2 separate regions of the Hordeum vulgare genome follow, and region 1 is linked to region 2. Evidence: chromatin contacts called from public Hi-C data. All regions are on one chromosome and are shown on one strand. The core of a region is the stretch at or near the end of the contact, and the rest is flanking DNA. Distances in the headings are between cores, read along the strand shown. Region 1 has its middle 44 kb from the start of LOC123440322. Region 2 holds the start of LOC123440321 (jacalin-related lectin 3-like).

Region 1 (6,206 bases), core at 517-3,016, 330 kb before region 2:
AAATAGTTTTCATCATTTTTCATATTTATTTTTGAAAAGTATTTTTTAGTACATACATCTGCAATAGTTTAAAGTATAAAAATGTAAAAAAGAAAGTAAAAACAAGAACGGAAAAGGGAAAAAAGAAGGACTCCCGCGCGGTTGGGCTCCCACCAACGCGCGGCCCCTGTGCTCATTTTTGCGAGACATAGGGCGGGAATACCCAATTTACTGCTCAATGCATCAAATTGTCGAACTTTCGCACAAGTGAACAACCGAGCAGCGACTCAATAGATCGATCCGTTTAAACTTCCAACGCCCCCGGTTTTGGGAACCCGATTTCCATATGGTTTTTTATAGTTTTCGAAAAATCTAGAATATTTTCCGAACTGTTTTTTTTAAATCTCTCCTGTTTGTATTATTTTTTATTTACATTTATTTCTATTTTTATATATTTTAATTTTGTCAAGTTTATTTTTTAACAAATGTTCACAGTTTCAAAATTTATTCATTTTTTAACAATATTCAAAAATTGTTCACAATTTGAAAAATATTTAAAATTTGTTCACAATTTTAAAAATATTCATGGTTTCAGAACTTTTTCACAATTCAAAAAAATCTTCGCGGTCTCAAAATTTGCTCACAATTTTATTATTTTTCAGGAATTGGAAATTTTTTATGTTTCAAAATTTGTTCACAATTCAAAAAATCTTCGCGGTTTCAAAATTTATTCACAATTCAAAAATTGTTAATAATTTTATTATTTTGTATGAATTTGAAATTTTTTCATGTTTAAATTGTTGGTCACAATTCGCAAAATGTTAGCAATTTGATAATTTGATTCACGAATTGAAATTTCGTTTATGTTTTTAAAATTTGTCCATAATTCGAAAAGTGTTCACGGTTTCAGTATTTCTTCACATATTTGAAAAATGTTCACAATTTGATAATTTTTTTAGGAATTTGAAATTTCTTCATGTTTCATAATTCCTTCAGAATACGAAATATGTTTACGGTTTCAAAATTTGTTCTCAATTCAAAAAATGTCACAATTTTATAATTGTTTTCAGGAATTTTTAATATACTCATGTTTCAAAATTAGTTCACAATTCAAAAAGTGTTTACGGTTTCAAAAAAATCACAATTTTATAATTTTGTTCATGTTTCAAAATTTGTTTACATTTCAAAAAATGTTCACGGTTTCAAATGTTTTTCAAAAGTCGAAAAATATATTCATAATTTTATAATTTTGTTCACAAATTTCAAATTTGTTCATATTTCCAAATTTGTTCTTAATTCAAAAAACGTTCGCGGTTTCTATTTTATTTTCAGATTCAAAAAATCTTTGAAGAATTTCTTAAATTATTCACGTTTTCCAAAAAAGCCTATTGATTAAAAGTGTTTCTGTTTTTAAGAAATTTGTTCACAAATTTGGAATTTTGTTCATAAATTCCAAAAACACGAATATTGTTCTTATGGACCAGGCTGCTAGTGGATTTGCAAATTCCTAGGTGTTATTGTGGATATTTTTTAGGGTTTTTTCTACACGTTTAGATTTTATTGCTTTTGTTGGTTTCTTTAATAGCCGTGTTGCATACTTACACCATGAGCTTATCGGACAGAGTGGCTAGTACTGCGCACGCATCACCTCAATGTTTTGGGTTTGAATCCCAGCCTTAGCGCTCATATTTTTCGCATTTTTCCACTTTACGAGATGGGTCGGCCCAGCTGAGTTGCACCCTGTGCGTGCGAGTGAAAACCTACCCGACGGCAGGTAGGAGCTCCCATAAGAGGGAGCTCCTATGCGATACATTCTGCGTCCAACTGCCGAGGAAACGCACAGGGCGAGTCAGACCAGGGCCGCCCTAGTAGCGAGTTACAGGTAGCGACAGATGGAAAATACAGTAAAAAAAAGAAATACAAAGGAGCAAATGGTATTGTAGCTACTACATTTTGTAAAAGACGAACCTTTTTAAAATTTCGACTTCATTTAAAAATTATTTTTTTTATGAAAACATAATGGTTTTTTCAAATATAAGAAGCTTTTTTAGAAAAACAATTGAACACTTTTTAACTTCTACAGACATTTTTTCGAACTCATTAATATTTTTTGAAAATAGGAAACATTGTTTTGAAAGGGTGAACATTTTTCAGAAGTACGAACATTTGTAGACATTTTCCCAATTTATGGAATATTTTTCAAATCCCGGAACAAATTTTCAAATTCCGAAACATTTTTTTTAAATCCGAAAAACTTTTATAAAATTTTTAAAACATTGTTTCAAAATCTGGAACATTTTCTAAAAATTTCAGCACATTTTTGGAAATTCTGGAACATTTATATAAAAATATGAAACATTTTTATAAAAATTCTGGAACATTTTTCCATATTCTGGAATATTTTATAAATCTGGGCACATTTTCTGAAATTCAAGAATGTTTTTTTCAACTTCTGGAACATTTTTCAAATTCTGGACTATTTTTTCATATTCCGGAACAATTTTCAAATTCCAGAATATTTTTTGAAAATCCAGATTTTTTTGAAATAGAAACAGAAAAAAAGAAGCAAACAATAAAGAAAAAATAATACAAAAAAAGGAAAAACTGTTCTAGAAAGTTACGAAAACCGAAAAACCCGGCTAGAAACCTCTAGAAGGTTTCAAAACCGGGATCGGTAAAAGTGCTAATGTGCCTGCCCAAACCCAGTCGCTCGATTGCAGCTCCTGTGCGTTTCCCCGCCTATTTGAGGCAAAGAGCGTCAAATAAGGTTTCCCTCATAGGAGTCAGACCCTATTTACCACCACAGGCCCAGGTTTTAGTTTTTTTTTTTTTGCAAACCGGCGCCTAGAGCGCAGCCCCTCTTTTGCAAACGGGGCGGCTGAACAATCTGCCTTTTTCTTTTTGTTTAAAAATAGAAAAAAATAAGATGTGGCCGCTAGAGATCAAACCAAGGACCTGCTCACTTGTCAATGAGAGTTCCAACTGCAATAACCAAATGGACAATTCACAATTACTGAAAAATTACTTCCATCCTAGTATATCTATGTATAATGCCCTTTATTTTTTTTATTGTTTTACTATTTCAAATTCTGTTAACTTTTTCCAAATCCATTGAAAATTCTTTAAAAAATATGATGGACATTTTTCAAATTCGATGAACTTGTTGTCAAAATCCAAGATATTTTAAAAATTGATTACCTTTTTTGAAATTTTGTGAACTTTTAGTCAAAATCCATGAACTTTTTTGAAAAAAATTGATGAACATTTTTAAAATTCGATGAACTTTTTGTGAAAATCCGTGAAGTTTTTTTTAAATCCGATAAAATATTTTAAAATGGATGAACTATTTTTCAAAATCGATGAACCCTTTTTCAAATCCAATGAACTTGTTTCAAGTTTGATTAATTTTTTTCATATCCTATGAACTTTTTTGACACCAATGATCTTTTTTCAAATCCAATGAAACTCGGTGAACTTGTTTCAAAATTCCATGAATTCTTTTAATAATTTGGTGATTTTTTTTGAAAAATTGATGAACTTTTTTAAAAAAATCGTGAACTTTTCTTGAAAATCCGTAAAATAAATTAATTCACAAACATTTTTGTTTTTTGCAATTTCTTTGACTAACTTTGATAGTAGGGAAAGTTTTTTGTAAATAATTTTAATTCTATTCTACATGGTTTTCGGTCATTCAAATAAAATGTCCTTCCAAACAAACACGTTGTACTGTTAAAAGGTAAAATATGCTATAAATCTGTCAATCCAGAGAAGATATTATCTTTCCATCATATAGTGTCAATAAAAAGCTTAAGTCAAATCTGTTGAACTCAATTTCTTCATATTATCAAGTAGATGAGTTTCATGGTTTTTAATTCTCACGGCCATTCCAGGCAATAGAATGCCTCACTACTCACATTCAGGGTCATTTCGCACGAAAAAACCATATTCAAGTAGACATTGAATGAACGAGCGAACGAAACTATCAAAGAGATGAAGGAATCAGTCGAAACAGTCGGCAAACGAAGGAACGACCAAAATAGTCAAAGGAAGTAAATGGGCAATATCGAAAACAGCCCAAAGAACAACTCTGCACGCGCCACTTTCCCTAACCAGCGTAGAAGGCGCTGACTAGGACCTCCCCCCATATGGGGGAGCTCCTACCTTCTGTTACCTTTTTCCTTTTGTGTTTTTCTATTTTTTCTTCTTTTTTCCTTTTTCTTTTTTATTCGAAGCAAACATTTTTTGAAAAAGATAAAGCACAAATATGTTTTTAATTTTGAGAGCAAATTTTGAAACCGAGAACAATTTAGAAAAATTCTTAAAAAATTTCAAAGCGCGAACAATTTTTTAAAGCACGAACATTTATAGAAACTTAAGATTTTTTGAAACTAAGAACAAATTTTAAAACCTAGAATAATTTTTGGAAAATACTAGCACAAATGCCCGTGCGTTGCAACGGGAGATTTTTTTTCCTGTATTGCTGCACCTTCTTATAGTAAAAGAATAGATGGTGGAACGCTTGAGAATTAGCATGAAAATAATTTTTGGACATATGCGAGAATAAGATATGGATTTTTAAACGGCCATTCAGGAAACTGAAAATGTGGTGTCGTTGTCACGGCCTGATTTCCTAAAAGCATTCATGTTATAGTCATTTTTGGTGTATAAGGAAGTTTTTTTTCTCCCCATATCACCCCGCCCTTTTATACAAAAAGTATACATGCTGTAACACTTTAATCAAGCTATAGAGATATGGTATTAAGGAACTTTTGGACATGTGCAAGAAATAAGATAGGGATTTTTAAAATTCCATTCAGAAAACTAAAGATGTGATGCCGTTGTCATGGCCTGATCTCCTGAGAGCATTCACGTTATAGTCATTTTTTATGTATAAGGTTGCCTCGACCATTATGTGAATCAAACATACGTAACTCTACACAAATTATATGCAAATGGTGCTGCCCTACAAAATTCATATTCTGAATACAATAAACAAAGCAAAAGTTTGGCACTATAGATTTTATCATAATTAATCCATGTTTTTTGCACATGATTTGCAATTAATCTAATTATTTTTAACCACATAAATACCTCTTATATCAAGGTATAAGACCAGAGGAGTATTTTTTTCCGTTCTCTCTCCCTCGTTTTACACATGACCTTCATGTCCGAATCAATCTCACAAAACGGGACCCTTTAATATTAATTATTGATTCTCAATGTTGCTTGTTGACTGAAAATCATAGACCTATATAAATTGGTAAAGTACCATGTAAAGAAGCGATGTGGTACTATTTATGTAGAAAAGCTTAAATTTTACACGAGGATGAGCTAGCCCGGTTGGTCGCAGCCTGTAAGCCCGACGTAGAATGTTGGGAGTTCGATTCCATGCGAACACACCTGATTTTTTAGATTTGACGGGCTGACGAGCAGGCCCAATAGCAACAACTGAAGTGCGGGCCAAGGCCTGGTGAAGCTAACAGGGCCTTTCTGCAAACAAAATATGACTGAATCGTTTTTTTATTTAAAAAGGGAGTGCAGGTTGAATACCTAAAATCTCAGGGGCCTTTCTGTAAATCAGCTGTGATGGGTTTTCCCTGCCAGAGGAGGGGATACGATGAGGGGAGCAAGGGTTAGGCGCCTCTATCTGGCCATAAGGAGTTGTCGTTGCCGCGCCATAACCTTGGAGTTCCCCGTGTGAGCCATGGAGGCCCGCCTCCACCTGCAAGTACTTCGCTCCGCCGCGCAGCCGCCGTTCTGCATCGAGCAGACGCATCATCCCGAGTCACTGTAGCTGTCCCGTTGATTTGATTCAGAAGCTGTGCTCGAGCGCCGAAACGGGGGCAGCAAGCGGGCAGAGGTACGGTCGAGGAGGCGGGTGGGTTAAGATCGACAACAGTGGTGGTTGAGGTCGGCCGCGGCGGCGAGTGGTGTGGCAGCAGCCTGGGCACACGCCAGGGTGAACCAGGGTCGACGCGATGTGCTCGAGCGCCGCAACGGGGGCAGTGAGCGGGGAGAGGTACGGCCGCGGAGGCGGGTGGGTCGAGATCGGCAGCGGTGGCGGTTGAGGTCGGCCGCGGCGACGAGTGGTGTGGCGACGGCCTGGGCACAAGGCAGGATGGCCCAGGGTCGACGGGAGGAGGCGATGCGTACGAGTATAATTTTTGCAGCGAATCGTTTTTTTTTCTTTTGCGTTGCCGATAAATGATGGAGTGCGGGTTGAATAA
Region 2 (5,555 bases), core at 124-2,623:
CTTCCAGGACATGGACCCCGATGCTGTCGACGTACCACGCTCCCCTGCCGTGGAACCCCACGATCCTCCCTTCCGTCAGGCAGCTGGAGAAGAAGGTGCCGGTCTCGTCCCCGAACGGCCCATGGCTCTTCTTCGTCGTGTGGAAGGTGATGGACTTGATCGCCGTCGGGCCCATGATCATCGTCGGCCCGAAGTACCCGGTGACGTGGGTCAGGATCTCCGTCGGGAAGTCGAATATGATCTGCCCAAACAAAACTCCCCTTCAACAAAAGTCTGAAACTCATCGATGCTCTGAAACTGAAGCTCTGAACTCTGAAGAAGAAATTGCGTTACCTTTTCGGGTCTAGCCGCCCCGCTGGAGCCGCGCTTGTCGCCCCAGATCGCCTGCCCGTTGCGGTCGTAGAGGACCTTCATGGAGGATATTCCCAGCCCCCGCGTGATGTTGATCTGCCGGACGCCGGTGAATATGCCGTCGTCGAATATGGTGCCGCCGGTGCCGCCCCATGGACCGAACCTCACGGGAGTGCTTATGGTCATAGTCCCGTTGTCTGAGATGAAGCTAGGAAATGACACCATCTGTGGAGCAAGATGTTACAAGTAATGGATGTTAACTTGATTGCAGCTATCACTTATACAGACTGTAACTGATTACAAGCTTTCAGTCTGCCTGGATTACCTTGTTGGAGAGGGTTGCAATGCGTGATCCATTAGGATTCTGCTCCTTTGCAAGAACCATTTCATTGCCGTCCGCGTACCTATGGCCGTTTCTGTCGACGGACCTCGTTATGCTTCGGAGCGCTGACGGAGCGCTGGAAGCATTTGGGTCCTTCCCGCTTAAGCTTGCAAGGCTCTATGGAACATGAAAAGTAAGAAAAAAAGTGTCGCAAACACACAAAACAGTTATTCTATTCTACCTAGAAATTTGTGACATTCAGAATGTTTTTATGCAGATACTAGTTCATACTTATGAAGTGATTTTGATCTCAGTGATTTAACAAGTTAACATGACAATTTTGGATCTCGCAAAAAAAAAACATGACAATTTTGGACATGAACAATTCTGAAACAACATCCCTGAAGAACACAAGCATGCTACTGACTACTTCCTCCGTCCCAAGATAAATGACGCAATTTTATACTAACTTTATAAACTTAGTAACCTCCAGCAGTTCTAGGAGAAAAATACTCCCTTCTTCCCAAAATAAGTGTCTTAAGCTTAGTACAATTTTGTACTAGAGTTAGTACAAAGTTGAGACAGTTATTTTGGGACAGAGGGAGTACAGGCTAGCTAGCTAGTGATCACGATCAGACAGTAAGAGATGCGGTACCATGTTCCGTAGTCCAAACAAAGCCCAGAAGCGCCTTGGAGGTCGAGAGTTTTACAGACGGCGACGCCGGAACAGGGGAGCGACTGCTGCAGTGCTGCTAGCGATCAGCTCGGTAATCTGACAGGAAGCAGGCGCGTGTCTACCTATTTATATAACACAGAAGAGAAGACCAATATAGGGGCTGTCAAACGGAGCACACCAGGATGCTCAGCGACAACGCCGTTCACGAGCGAGGGCACCCGGACGGGAGCTGGAGGGAAAGCAACACGGCGCTCTGCTGACGGCTCAAGATCGAGCTAGAAGAGGGCGGGCAGGACAGAACTGGATTCGCTGACCATTGCGATCGCCGATTACCATATTATTCCGATCACGGGGAGACGAAAGGGGAACGATTTCTTGGCTTGCCACCAGCTGTGATTCCTCGCGTTCACGGTGGGAAACTAAAGAGGCCGCCATTCCTGATGCGCCCCTCTTTATTTCCATTCTTCAGAGAATGTTTCGCTTTTGTTTCCCCGCTTTCTTTCACCTGTTGTTGTGTGCCTCACGATGAGAGAAAAAAAAACTTATCTTTACCTGTGGTCCTTCTACAACGTCACTGGCTCAGACAGCTTGATTACTACAGTACAAGCTACTTCCTCCGTCTCGTAATATAAAACATTTTTTTAAATCTATACCTACTAATAAACGAAATAGGTATTCATAGTCCGTCTTGCTATTTTATAGAAAAACCCCTGATGTTTTCAACATTAAACCCGCGATACATATTAAATGTTTTTTAAAATACTCATATTTTCTAAACCGTAAATATGTAGAATTTGAATATGATGTTATTTTACATGTTAAACATTTAATAAAAATATTATCTAGGGTGCAATTTTAATAAATAATTCATTATTCGTATTTCTTTCATACCGGTAGTAACCCGGATTGAGGATGAACACGTTAACAAAATCAGGATTGAAGATGAAATTGATGGTCAGTTGCCCGTTTCTTTATATGTATTAAATCTACATGCAAACCGTGTCAAAATAGAAGACTTGTGAAATCTTGAACTGAACTTTTGTAGGGTAAGATCATATCTGTTTGTGCCGTAACTACGAAGTCTAAGATTATAGACCATTTTTTTATAAATTAAGAGTGCATGGTTTTTTTCTTCTTCCGTTATAACGCACGGGCCCTTTTGCTAGTGAAATAAAAGGAATAATGGATAACGCTCTGTGCTGGCGTCGGTCCAATATTTCGGTCGGTCAACCTGAATCCGTCCGATTTGCACGCGCGTAGCTGTCAGATCTCCGTCCTCCTCTTCCGCATCTCATCTTCAACCTCCCACATAAAAGAAAGAGAGAAAAAGGAGGACGCCGCCCCCGCACACGCTGCACCCCACGCCTCGCCTCCTCATCTTCTCTCACCGTCGGTCATCCCTAGTCGCCGCCCCTCACCGTCGTTCGCGGCCCTCGTCGTCGGTCCCAGCTCTGTCATGATGCATGTTACAAAATACCTCTTCAGTTGTGGCAAATCCGAGGGAAGTTGCAGCAAAAAAAACATCACCGTAGTAGACCACACCTCCGCTGTGACAGATGTAGCCAAATCCGTTGCCGATAGTAACAAAATTAGACAACGGTTGCAGCTTTCAGGGTGAAGGTTCGGCTCGTCGGAGTGGAGTTAATTGGATGAGCGGAGTGTCTGGTTGAAGCTTTCTCTATTGGCGGTTGAAACATTTTTCATATACCTTTTAAGCTTTTTTTTGTCAACGGTTACAACAAACGCGAGCATGATACCCCAGTTAGCCATGATGACCGACAAAGTTCTCCGTTGTGCGAGATGCAACTGCGTCAGCGCCAAGTTGGATACAGCTCGGCACTAAGCCGTGTGTCCCTTGCAACACCGCGCCCTCTAGCCGCCTCGTATGTGGCCAGCCGGCCTTGCGACAACTCCCTCGTGAGCCATGGCGGAGCCGGACTAGTTCAACGCAAGTTCTACTTTGCGTGTTGTGAGGAAAAACAAACAGATGAGATGAACGATGAAAACATAAAACCACGTTTAAAAAAATAATTTACGAAGACCTACTTATGTCCAGCGTGAAGTATGCAACGCGTACGATCGTCCGGTGCTATTTTCGACCGACGCCCGGACGATAAACGTTTAGCGGGAATAATTTTACTAGGGAACTACTGCAGGTTCTCCAGTGGGCTGTCTCTTGGTGTATCGATGGAGTTGCGCATGTAAACACGTGTTTTGTTCTGAGCACTCATATTCCACACATGCGGGTGCACCTCGGTATGATCTCACCAAGATTCATGGATTTATCAACGGTTTCCATTGCGCGTGTACTTCCGTATGATCTCACCGCGATTCGTGGATCTATCAACGGTTTCCATCCGTTGTAGAGTTGAGCGTTGGTTCCATTAAACAATAGCATGCAGTTCCTTCTGCTTTGGAAGCAAACGAATGAAACAATCTGTCAATAGAGCACATTAACAAGACTTTAACAAGAGTTGAGCGTTTGTTTGTTGCTCCCTCCCAGAAACCGCCACCCTCCTTTAAAACACTTCAGAAATCTGAATAGAACCTCAGTCTCGACCCTCATCCTCTCTGGAAGGGGCGCCACGTCACGTCAGCCATGGCGCCCAAGGGATTACTCCTGCCCGTCACCCTCCTCCTCCTTCTCCTCGGAGCTGCCACCGCGAACCTCCGGCACGAGAACATCATCGACCGTTGCTGGCGCGGCGAGGGCAACTGGGCCACCGACCGGCAGCGGCTCGCCATGTGCTCCGTCGGCTTCGCGGGGAAGATGCGGCAGAACCGCGGCCACGGGGTGACCGCGTACACGGTGACCGACCCGAGCGACGACCCCGTGCGGCCGAGGCCCGGCACGCTGCGGTACGGCGCGACGGTGCTGCCGGGGAAGGTCTGGATCACCTTCCAGCCGGGCAGCATGCACATCCGGCTGGCGCAGCCGCTCTTCGTCAAGAGCTTCACGGCGATCGACGGCCGGGGCGCCGACGTGCACGTCGCCGGAGGCGCCGGCATCGTGCTCTACCAGGTGAGCAACGTGGTCATCCACGGCCTCCACGTGCACGACGTGCGCGCGCAGCCCCCGGGGCGGGTCGTCCGGCCGGGCGGCGCCGTGAAGAACCTGGACGCCGGCGACGGCGACGCCATCCGGCTGCTGTCGAGCTCCAAGGTGTGGATCGACCACAACACGCTGTCGCGGTGCGAGGACGGCCTCCTGGACGTGACGCTCGGGTCCACCGACGTGACCGTCTCCAACAACTGGTTCCACAACCACGACAAGGTGATGCTGCTGGGCCACGACGACCAGCACGTCGCCGACCGCCGGATGCGGGTCACCGTGGCGTTCAACCGCTTCGGCCCCAACGTGAACCAGCGCATGCCCAGGATCAGGCACGGCTACGCCCACGTCGTCAACAACTTCTACGACGGGTGGAAGGACTACGCCATTGGTGGCAGCATGGGACCCAGTGTCAAGAGCCAGGGTAACCTGTTCGTCGCCTCCACGCCGGACAGCGCCAAGGTTGGCACCTGATATACTTCATATTTTTTTGAAAAGACGATTTGAGAAGTGTGGCGTTTGCATTGCCAGAGCTCGCCTTCTGATCTTGATATGTTCTTAGCAGGTGACGAGAAGGATGCCGGTGGGAGATGCCGCGGGGAAGGACTGGCACTGGCACTCCACTGGGGACTCGTTTGAGAACGGCGCCGTCTTCGCGCAGACGGGCAGCAGGGTGCCGCCGAATTACAACAGGCATCAGGAGTTCCAGGCGGCGAGCTCCGGCGAGGTGAGATCGCTGACCAAGGACGCCGGTGCTCTGAGATGCTCCGCCGGGGCCGCGTGCTGAACGGGGAGAATAGAGACGTCCAATGCAGTGTGTTACACTTTGAATATATAAGGGCGTGTTTGGTAGCCTGCATGGAGGATGCATGAGGTCAAAAGTTCCCAATCGATGCAGCTTCTAGCTATAAAAAATGGTTCTGATCAAAAGTGCGGGGCATCCACCGCCTCCTTCGCTCGACCGTGTGGCTTATTGAACCGCGCACGTTTTTCATCTTATCTTGCAATAACTGAGTGTTGCAAAACGATGACGACGAACGACAAGTGTGCAAGCGATCGGAAATGTTGTTCCTTTTTTATAACATGAATCTTGTTTCAGAAATTAGATATGGCAAAGATGCTATTGTAATTTCTGTAACAAAGCCTTGTACAAA

What was found. A called contact is a pair of places that touch in the nucleus more often than the background predicts.
Region 1: a Hi-C map of leaf shows a contact between it and region 2, with 3 times the contacts expected there. The contact joins the enhancer-like site here to the promoter of LOC123440321 in region 2. A contact is called at or near these places in 3 of 6 Hi-C or Micro-C datasets (leaf and seedling).

The regions. Positions count from the first base shown.
Region 1 is chr3H:508,003,546-508,009,751 of MorexV3_pseudomolecules_assembly, reverse strand. No RefSeq gene overlaps it. Among protein-coding and RNA genes, the nearest start is that of LOC123440322, 44 kb to the left of the region's middle. Within about 2 kb of position 1,766, at least 3 of the 3 cell types and tissues checked have open chromatin away from gene starts, as enhancers often do. A contact at or near this core is called in leaf and seedling, where this site is marked.
Region 2 is chr3H:507,677,636-507,683,190 of MorexV3_pseudomolecules_assembly, reverse strand. LOC123440321 (jacalin-related lectin 3-like) reads right to left here and starts at 1,373. Exons shown (of 6, transcript XM_045116896.1): 1 at 1,329-1,373; 2 at 677-850; 3 at 334-576; 4 at 1-241. The coding sequence starts at 1,373. LOC123440320 (probable pectate lyase 4) reads left to right here and starts at 3,883. Exons shown (of 2, transcript XM_045116895.1): 1 at 3,883-4,863; 2 at 4,967-5,473. The coding sequence starts at 3,949. The coding sequence ends at 5,188.